Linked DNA regions of Sus scrofa: all the other regions are linked to region 3. The links are chromatin contacts, called in public Hi-C maps. All regions are on one chromosome and are shown on one strand. Each heading gives the region's core, a stretch centred on a gene start, on an enhancer-like site or on the middle of the called end of the contact. The rest is flanking DNA. Distances are from core to core; before and after follow the strand shown. Region 1 holds the start of ISCA2 (iron-sulfur cluster assembly 2 homolog, mitochondrial). Region 2 holds the start of AREL1 (apoptosis-resistant E3 ubiquitin protein ligase 1). Region 3 holds the start of LTBP2 (latent-transforming growth factor beta-binding protein 2).

The links. A called contact is a pair of places that touch in the nucleus more often than the background predicts.
Region 1: a contact with region 3 is called in a Hi-C map of skeletal muscle, with 4 times the contacts expected there. The contact joins the promoter of ISCA2 here to the promoter of LTBP2 in region 3. A contact is called at or near these places in 1 of 5 promoter capture datasets (fetal skeletal muscle), 4 of 47 Hi-C or Micro-C datasets (embryonic fibroblasts, heart right ventricle and skeletal muscle) and 1 of 2 datasets of contacts at active chromatin or transcription factors (skeletal muscle).
Region 2: a Hi-C map of embryonic fibroblasts shows a contact between it and region 3, with 3 times the contacts expected there. The contact joins the promoter of AREL1 here to the promoter of LTBP2 in region 3. A contact is called at or near these places in 2 of 5 promoter capture datasets (fetal liver and liver) and 5 of 47 Hi-C or Micro-C datasets (embryonic fibroblasts, liver, omental adipose tissue and 1 more).

The regions. Positions count from the first base shown.
Region 1 is chr7:97,738,666-97,741,761 of Sscrofa11.1, forward strand. It overlaps ISCA2 (iron-sulfur cluster assembly 2 homolog, mitochondrial), which reads left to right and starts at 1,814. Exons shown (of 4, transcript XM_003482288.4): 1 at 1,814-1,912; 2 at 2,116-2,218; 3 at 2,339-2,454. The coding sequence starts at 1,842. NPC2 (NPC intracellular cholesterol transporter 2) reads right to left here and starts at 1,422. Exons shown (of 4, transcript NM_214206.1): 1 at 1,311-1,422. The coding sequence starts at 1,392.
Region 2 is chr7:97,939,170-97,942,286 of Sscrofa11.1, forward strand. AREL1 (apoptosis-resistant E3 ubiquitin protein ligase 1) reads right to left here and starts at 1,763. Exons shown (of 20, transcript XM_005656411.3): 1 at 1,568-1,763. FCF1 (rRNA-processing protein FCF1 homolog) reads left to right here and starts at 1,824. Exons shown (of 8, transcript XM_013989168.2): 1 at 1,824-1,892; 2 at 2,119-2,186. The coding sequence starts at 2,152.
Region 3 is chr7:97,851,498-97,854,700 of Sscrofa11.1, forward strand. It overlaps LTBP2 (latent-transforming growth factor beta-binding protein 2), which reads right to left and starts at 1,351. Exons shown (of 34, transcript XM_021099520.1): 1 at 122-1,351. The coding sequence starts at 600.

The sequences.
Region 1 (3,096 bases), core at 564-3,063, 110 kb before region 3:
TTTTTTACTGTTAACTTTGAAACCCCAAGTGACTTACAAACACTCACTAGTTTCTTACTGCTTACTAGCTCTAAGAACTTGGGCAAGTTACTCTAGGTGCCTGTTTCCTCATCTGTAAAACAGATTGTGAGAACGGAATGAGTTGGTCGAGCTAACACAGTGTCTTCATCCAAATGTTGGCCACTAAGTTTAGTGGAGGCAAAGACAGTAATTTGAGGTAATAATAGCATCTTTCAAGTGCCAGTCTCCTAGTTCCATGGGGGAGCATTTGTTAAGGATTAACAAGCCAGTGGTTTTTGTTCTTCTATCAGTCCTGTCCCCTAGTCTCCAACTTTGCTTTTGGCTCAACATGAATTCGGATAACATAGTGGAAAGAGTATTTATTGTCTCATTCACTTTTCCAGCGCATATTTATTGAGCAGTCAGCATTACCTGGGCACTAGATAGAAAGGAGGACATTTATTCTGGGTGTCATTCTGCTGTGTGACTGGGTAAGTTAGCTAACGTTTCTGGAATTTGGTGATTCACTCCAGGATCGCCGAGGTTCCCTCCAGCTCACAAGTTTTATAAAATCCGTTCCATGCCTCTTTATCATTACACTTCTCTACCTCAGAAAAGTTCTGCAAGAACAGTTAATTTGATAGACCTGACTGAAGGAATTTACAATTTCTACTCGCCTGTTGTGTTTTTCAGCACACATGCCAACCACAACAGCCAGAGAGGGTTATGTGTCACTGTCACAAGTTGTGACCAGAAAGAGGAGTTTCAAAAACAGGAGGGAGAAACAAACTCGTCAGCATCACAAAATTCCACAGACCAAGGAAATCCCTAATGGAACCAACAATGAAAAGGAGAACTGACTTTTGACTTCTCAGCAAAAGGGAAATTTAAAAAAGCAAAGGGAGTGTGGAGGGAGAGGTCATCCAAAATCTTAAATACATAAATAAATACGTATTTTTACATAAAGAAAAAAGTTTTGAACCGCATCCCTTACCCACTACGCTGAATAAGAACCTTCAGATGTTTGCCCTACAAACTTTAGGAAACTTCAGCATAGGCCCATCTCCAGGAATATCCTGGGGCCCCAAACACGCTTTCCAAGGAAAGAGACAACGTTGTGAGTAGTCGGGTTTTATCGAGGCCACTACCTTGTCCCCTACCCCAACTCATTTTAGCCCACTTCACGAGAAGTCTGAGGCTGAGTCTAGACGCCCGCGGGACCCACCCAACCCAGCCTGAGGTCTTAGCATCAGGTTCCGGCGGGGGTCCCGCAGAGGGCGTGGGAACCTTGGACTGGCCCCGGGGCTCACCGCAGTCCCTGAAATGCACCGGCTCGGCCAGGGCAGAAGCGCTGAGTGTCAGGAGCAGGAACGCAGCGGCCAAGAAATGCATCGCAGCTCAGGAGGTTTCAAGCTCACGGAAGGAAAGCCAGCTGCCGCGGTCACAAGATAAACCTTCAGGGGCGGGCCGAGGGAGGAGCCCAGTCAGGCGACCCGTGACCAGCAACTGGGACCGAGGTCCGCCTGCGCCCCGCCCCCGGCTCTAGGAAGCCAGACACAGGGTCCCAGACATTCCCTATCTCCGCCCATCTGGCCTGCTCCGCAGCAAGAGAAGCTGCAGCCCTCTGCGTTCCTCCCTGCTCCTCCCTCCAGCGCTCCGCGGGGGCTTTGTGGGTGTGTCCCCGCTTCCGCAGGGGAGCATCTCTAACCAATCAAATCCTTCCTCCTCCTGCACCATCCAATAGGTGTGCCTAAAGGCGGGGCCTCTATGAGTCCCGCCTCCCGAGGCCCAGGCCGAGAAGGGGATTGGGGCAGTGCGAGAGGCGGGGTTTGTAGAGGAAAATGGCGGCCGTTCGGGGTTTATACATAACAGCTGCGGCTCTGAGAGCGGTCACCCCCTGGCAAAGGGGCAGGTACCAGCAAGCCTAGGAAGTCATTTGGGAAGGGTGTTTGGTTCTGCGCCCCCGAGACTAAGGGGAAACTAAGGCTCGTGGAGGAGGTGAAGGTTTGGCGTGAAGCTGTCCAGGTGGAGGGACATCAGGTTTGGCGTGAGGCTGTCCAGGTAGAGGTTACCGGCCTTTTGCTCCCAGGCTCACCCTCCTTCCTTGCTCAGCAGGCTCCTCGCGGCCTCTCGCGGACCTTGGGCTCTTCGGGAAATGTCGTCCTCCAACCCTGAAGCTGGCGAAGGGCAGATCCACCTTACCGACAGCTGCGTCCAGGTAAGAGGCCGGACACGGGGCGCCCGTGGCTGGCGAGGGCTGGGAGTAGGGGTACTTTCCCTTGGCTTATCCGTCTCTCTCCCTTGCCTGGAATTCTTGACCTCCCTTCCTGCATTTCAGAGGCTTCTGGAAATCACCGAAGGGTCAGAATTCCTCAGACTGGAGGTGGAGGGAGGAGGATGCTCCGGATTCCAATACAAATTTTCACTGGATACAGTTATCAACCCCGACGACAGGCAAGGAGAAAGGGGTGGGTTCTCAGAGAATGTGTGGGAGGGATAAAAGTGCCTTCAGCTTAAGGTGCTCTTTTATTCCAAATTTATTTATTATTATTATTTTTGCTTTTTAAAAAGGGCCGCACCCGCTGCATAGGGAGGTTCCCAGGCTAGGGGTCGAATCAGAGCTGCAGCTGCTGGCCTACACCACAGCCACAGCAACGCAGGATCCCAGTCCTGTCTGCGACCTTGGCACCACAGCACACAGCAACACCAGATTCTTAACCTACTGAGCGAGGCCAGGGATCGAACCCTCATCTTCATGGTTCCTAGTTGGAGTCATTTCTGCTGTGCCATGATGGGAACTCCTTTTATTACAAATTTAAGAGGTTTTTCCGAGGGTCCTGAACACCACCCTTCTCACAGAGTGGGGGTACAGTGAAGATTCATTGTCTTGATTCAAAATAACGAAGTCCTAGGAGGAAAACTGCCCTGTCTAGGTCCATAGCATAGTTGGTAGAGAGTCAGACTGGTTTAGATTCCAGGCCCTAAATCTCTACACGCTTCCTAGGAGTCATTCTAGTGAACCCTTTTGCCTCAGAGAAAACCAGCACCTGTCAAAGGTAATAGGAAAGCTTCCTCTGTATTTCAGAAAACAGAAGA
Region 2 (3,117 bases), core at 513-3,012, 88 kb after region 3:
TTAGAAGCTTATTGCCTAATCACCAGGCGCTTCTAGTGCATCAAAAAGAGTGGTTACTATCATGTTGGCTTGGCAGACAGGCTGTTCCCATAAGATTAGGAACTTCTAGTGACCACAAATGGGGTAAAGAAGGAGGCACATACGGTATCTGCAGATGCTTCCATAATAAAACTATTTCAATATCAAAAACTCACAGCCTACAAAGCCAGATATGTGCCCTAAACGCTATCTAAATGCATGCATACCTCAAAGCGAAAAAGAGAAGGAAGAGAAAAACTGTCTGTACTCAAATTGCCATAAGAAATCACCCTGCAATTGAGCTTTTCAAGAAATGAAAGCGTAATAAGGTTCTTGAGGCTATCAACAGATTCAAGTTCAAAAAGAGAACAACTATATTAAAATACAATTGATATACTCTGACAGAAGACACACAACTGTAATAGAAAACAACTTTAATAAGGTTTACTTGTGGTGAGTACTCTTCTAGGGACTTCATATTTTAACAAACTTAGTCCTTACTATACACCTGTAAGACAAATATTATCATGATTTCCTCCATTTTACAGATAAAGAACTGAAGCAGAGATAAAATCACCCAATGGCTAGTAAGAGACAGAAGAGGATTTTAACCCCATCAGTCAGACTCCAAAGTTCATGTTAATACACTATGGTTCACGGTAAGGATTATGGTGCAATGGTCAGCTTTTTTTTTTTTTTTTTCAACCTCACAGCCTTTTTGGATTTCAAATACTAGGACAGCTTTGCGCAATAAGAAAAGTACATGCTTTGGAATCAAACAGACTTTCCTGAACAAAGTCCGAGGTTCAATCTCACCATTTGTAAAATCAGGGTTTTGCGTTATTGTGAAAGTCAAAGCAGGTAATATAATTAAAGTGCCAAATACAGTACACAAGATAGGGGTTCTTGAAGTCCACAGACATGTAGAGGGTCCACAGATGGGCTTCAGAGTCCACGAGTCTCACAACTGTAAGACAAATGTATGTGTACCCATTTATTAAATAATCGTCCTTGGAGCTCCAAAAGGTTAAGAACCATCAACTACATAGCAGATACTCAACGGACTATCTCCCCTTTCCTGTTCTCAAAAACTCTCCCTTTTCCATTAAGGATGACACACCAAGGCTGCACACTAAGTGTTAAGTACTTCCCAACGTTTTCCTGGCTCGGTAACGAGTAACACATTCAAGTTTACGCCTTAATTTTCCAGAGAGTGTCTAAAGAAGGCCTTCATATGCTACACCATCTCTCGCCTCACAGGGACGAATACACGGTATTCACTCGGCGAGAAGCATGAGAATTGTCCACCTGGTTGCACGAAGCATCATGACGGCTGGGAGAACCAAGTAGATATTAGAGCCTCCGAGGAGCATGATAGAGACCTGGGGCCCCAGCACTGAAAGATAAGGATAATGGGTTTCCCCAAACTATTGGGCAACCCAGAATTCCGTCCCCCTTACCCTTGTCCTCCCTCTCTCTGGAACTCTGGTGCAGGCAAATCCTCTGGGCTCTGCCCTGTGCTGGAGTGATAAGAGGAGAGAAACGTTACCGGAGCAGGTGGGTGCAGCACGGCGAGGTCCCAGCTCTGCCACCCCGGTAGGTGGAGGCAGAACCCGCAGATATCCAGCCCGCGACCCTCTCCGCAAGAGACTTCAATACAAATCCCGGCCGCAGCTGGGAACCGGCTTCGGGCTTTTCCGTTCCCCAAAGTGGCTTCCGCTTCCGGGCTATCCTTTGCCGGAAGCAGTATTGGGTGACGCAAAACTGTCGCGCCGCAGGTGATTCCAAAAGAAACTAAAGTGCGGCGTGAACATGGTGAGAGAAGGGAAATCGTCGGACCACGTTTGGGACGGAGATTGAGGGAGTAGTCCTTGGTCAAATTTCCACCACATTTCTCTTGCTTATTTTCATTCTGATCTTAGACTGCTCGGAATGGTGTTTTTTTATGCTCCAGCGACAGGGGAGAGCGCTGGGTTGGGGCAGGTAGAGTAAGTAAGGGGAGCTGGGTATTTGAGGGAAGAAGAGAGTGGACAAAAGAAAAGGATTCACAAAGATGCAATGTATTTTCAACTCTTTTAACGCTAAAATTTTTCTTTCAAGGGGAAGCAAAAGAAAACACGGAAGTATGCTATCATGAAGCGAATGCTTAGTCTCAGAGATCAGAGACTGTGAGTGTCTGGAATCAACTGCGTTCGTAGACTGCCCAGAGATATAGGCGTCACCAGGGGATAAGTAGTCAAAGTTTTTGTTGTTATTTGTGTGTATTTTTAATATTATTGTGCCTTGGATTTATATAACGTAAAGTAGTAAAGTATAAAGTATGTGGTGAATGGGATGAGAATTCAGCATCTCTTTAAGTGTTCAATTTGTGCGACAGGTTTTATATACTGTATCTGCCATGTCACATTTAAGCCTTCTAACAATTCTGTGAGGTGGTAGGATTATCCTTATGTTCTTGCTGTTGCACGTATACTCCCAAGGAAAAAGATGTCGTATGATTGTTGAAAGACCGTGAGGTCAGAAACCAGTTTTCCTGTGCAGCCAGCACCTGACACTCAAGTATTTTCGAAGGAAAAAATAGGAAGACTCCTAGATGTCTCCATTTTATAAATCTTCTAAGAAGATTTATGATAGCAACAACAACAACAAGACAAAAAAAGACCAAAAAAAAAAAAAAAAAAAAAGGAGTTCCTGTTGTGGCGCAGTGGTTAACGAATCCAACTAGGAACCATGAGGTTGCGGGTTCGGTCCCTGCCCTTGCTCAGTGGGTTAACGATCCGGCGTTGCCGTGAGCTGTGGTGTAGGTTGCAGACGCGGCTCGGATCCCGCGTTGCTGTGGCTCTGGCGTAGGCCGGTGGCTACAGCTCCGATTGGACCCCTCGCCTGGGAACCTCCGTATGCTGCGGGAGCGGCCCAAGAAATAGCAACAACAACAACAACAAGACAAAAAAAGACCAAAAAAAAAAAAAGAAGATTTATGGCTATGGAAGAAAAAAGTAGAATGGCTATGGAAGAGTAGAATGATATTCCCTATTATAAGGGGAATCTAAACAGCTTGCCTGCTTCAGTGAAGAATGGATAGAGTTATTAAATAAGGAC
Region 3 (3,203 bases), core at 101-2,600:
GAGGGACGAAGGGCGGAGCCGGGCGCCCTCTCCTCTCGCCTGCACATCCCTCCACGAAAGAGCGCACGGGAGACTGGCCCTCGCTCCCTTTAGCCCCCATGCTTCCCTCTCCAATGCTCACCCCGTAAGCCGCCCTCGCGCAGCTCGCGGCCGCTGAACCGTCCCGAGGCGCGGGAGAGCTGCGGCAGCCCGGTCCCGGGATGCCGGCTGCTGCTGGCTCAAGGAACGGCTTCTCCAGGTCTGCGCAGGTGGCTGGACTCGACGCGGCTGCTGCGCGCGGGGCGGCCTCCTGGCCTCGGTCTCGGCGGGCCTCCTGGCGCTGCCCCAGCCAGGCTGGGCCCGCTCCTCGGGCGGCAAACCCGGGACCGACGCGTCCTGATCCCGGAACAGACCGTACACCTTGGCTGCAGCCGCTGCGGGGTGGCTGCCCCCGGGGCGCCGCAGCCGATTCGCGTCCCTGCCAGCCGGCTCGTATCTTCCCACCGGGTCCCTCTGAGCATGACCCAAGCCCACGAAGAGAGCCAGGGTGAGCGGCAGGAAGCTCCTCCAGGGGTTCCTCAGGGCGCGCCCGGGGCAGCGGCGGGTGGTCGAGGGCCTCATGGCGCCTGGGCGGCTGCAGAGCGGTGCGCACGGGGAACAGCCCAGGGGCTAGCTGTCGGTGCGCCAGGCCGCCAGCGGGCTGCGCTCCGGACCCCACCGGGTGGCCCGCCTTTCCCCGTCTAGGGCCCCCGAGTCAGACTACGGGCCGGGCTCTCTCTGGAGCGAGGGCCTGGCGGCGGGAGCGGCCCGGGGCTGCGCGCCCTGAGCCCAGCGATCGCGCTCTGTCTCCAGCTGCGCGCGCACTGCTGTTGCACCTTCGCGCCTTCTCCCAGTCACTGTAGCCTTCTGAAGGGGAATCGGAGCGTTTTATTTTTGGAAACCTCCCCCTGACTTTTCGTCTCTTTTATCCACACCATGCCCCCTCCTCGGAGGGACAGCTCAGCCCCCTCATTACGGGAGAGGGAGAGAGGAATTCCAGCAACACCCACTTTGGCACCGGGAAGCGAGCGGGCGGCGAGGGGGGTTAACCCGTGAGGAACTGGGGGCGGCGCAGGGCGGACCAAGGTCTGGTAGGGGAAATGACGCCTGCTGGGACAGGGGCAGCCCCGAGCCACCTTTCTCCTGTCCTGGGCAGGCTAAACTGCTGACCTGTCCAGAATTCATCTCCAGCCCCTGACCTCAGGGACAAACGCCGGGTTGGATGACCCAAGGCTACAGCCTCGAACGTCTGAAGGATATCAGGAGAGGTGCCAAGACGGCATGATAGACAGGCTCCGAAGGATGGGCCCCGGGTCCTTCGTTTTCCTCCCGGGCCACTGGGGGCGTCGGCCAGGGGTGCCTCTAGGGCTGGGGCAGCGCGAGGCCGCTCGCCTCCCTCCGCAGTGGTGGGACGCGGGCGCGCTGGAAGGTCGCCTGGAGGGAGCGCGCCCTCTGGTGGACTTGGCGGCGTCTTAGCCGTCCTGCGTCTTGTAGAGACCTGCCGCTGCCAGCCGCCTTCCTTCCTTGATCTTAATCCCTTTCCTGTTTGCGTCAGGGTCGAGCCCAGGCCTGAGGCGTTGACAGAACCTGCAAGAGGTGTCCTCTTTTTCACGGAGGAAAAAAACATGGAAGACCTGGAATAAGGTCACTCAAGGAGACAGCGTGTGTCCAAGAGGCGAATGAAATGCAGGTGCCTCCTGCCTGGGGCTCAGAGGTCCATTCCCTAGACTCCCATTCAACCCCTCACTCCCTACGGATTGGATGAGCCTCTGATGGATCCAGGGTGTGTGCTCAACTCCTTGTGCTGGCAGGGAGAGGGCAGGGCTGCTAGAATGCCAATGGCCACCCATCTTAGTACCACTCAAGAGTGAGCTCACTATGTACACACATGGTCCCCTGCCCTAAAGTCTAAAGGCCTGGCAACCATGGCTGTCCCAGCCCCCTGCAGCCTATGGGCTTCCTAGAGAGGCAGGGGGATGGAGCAGGCAGGAAGGCACCAGTTTATAACTTTCCATACAAAGGGCCGACTCAATTAATGCTTCATGCTGAAATACAACCTCAACTCCTGACCTTGGCCTCCAAAGCCCTGTAGGACTGCCCACCTCTCAGATCTATCTCTCCTCTTGTGGGGCACCCACCGCAATGCAGCTGCCCTGGCGTCCTCTCTGCTCCTGGAACAAGCCACGTTGATGCCCGCTCCTTCTCCCTGGGAACACTCATCGCCAAGATGTTTTACAGGACCAGCTCCTCATCATCATTTCACCTCTCAGCTCCAACTTCACCGCCTGGAGTGGCCACCCCTGACCCCTCCAACGCAGAGCAGCCTTCCCACTCCCAAGTCATCACTTTCTAGTCCATCACCCTGGTTCAGCTTCACTGCTCTAGACTAGTTGAAATTCTCCTATTTGTTTACCCGTGTAACTGACTTGTTGAATGGGCTGAACCTGAAGAGGGGCAATCAGGAAGCAGCTCTGTGGTTCTCCCCTCACTGCCTTCAGCCACATTATGGTGAATTTCTCTTCTCCACCCTTAATGACATCTCAAGCAGAGTCCTTGGCTTGCCCATCCCCTCCAGTCACAAGAACAGTTTCATGTCTATAATTAAGACCAATTTCCAGGCTCTAAAAAGTCTGGTCCTGTCCAAATCAAAACCTCATCCAATTGAATCAAATCTTGTATCCAGCTGAATACCCCTCCTCTCCCTCCACCGGGCCTGTCCCCTGGCTCCAGACCTTGTCGTGGGGAACGTAGGGTGTGGTCTGATTTTCTGACTTTCCTTTTCTGCCAAGACTTCTCTGTGTCAGGGTTGGGGGCAGATATTAGGGGGCAAGTGGCAAAGTTGTATGTGACAGGTGCCCTTGGCTGGCAGGTGCCAAGTGGTGGCTCTTTCATGGGTATACTTTTGGGTTCTTGGGATGCTCTCTGCAGGATCCCCACCCTGCATCACTTCAGCAAAGCACTCTCTGGACAACTTCCCTGTGTCCCCTACCACCCCATGGGACTTTCCATCCAAGCCAACAAACCAGTGGTGAGTTGGCTGCATCTCACGCTGGTGTAAGAGCCACTCCAGCCAGGCTCCAAAGTCAGGATTCTCCAGATAGGAAGTACACAAAAGTGCCTTCATTTATGTACATCTCCAATTCCTAAAGACATAGGTTGGGTTCTCCCAAGATCTTTCTTGCTGT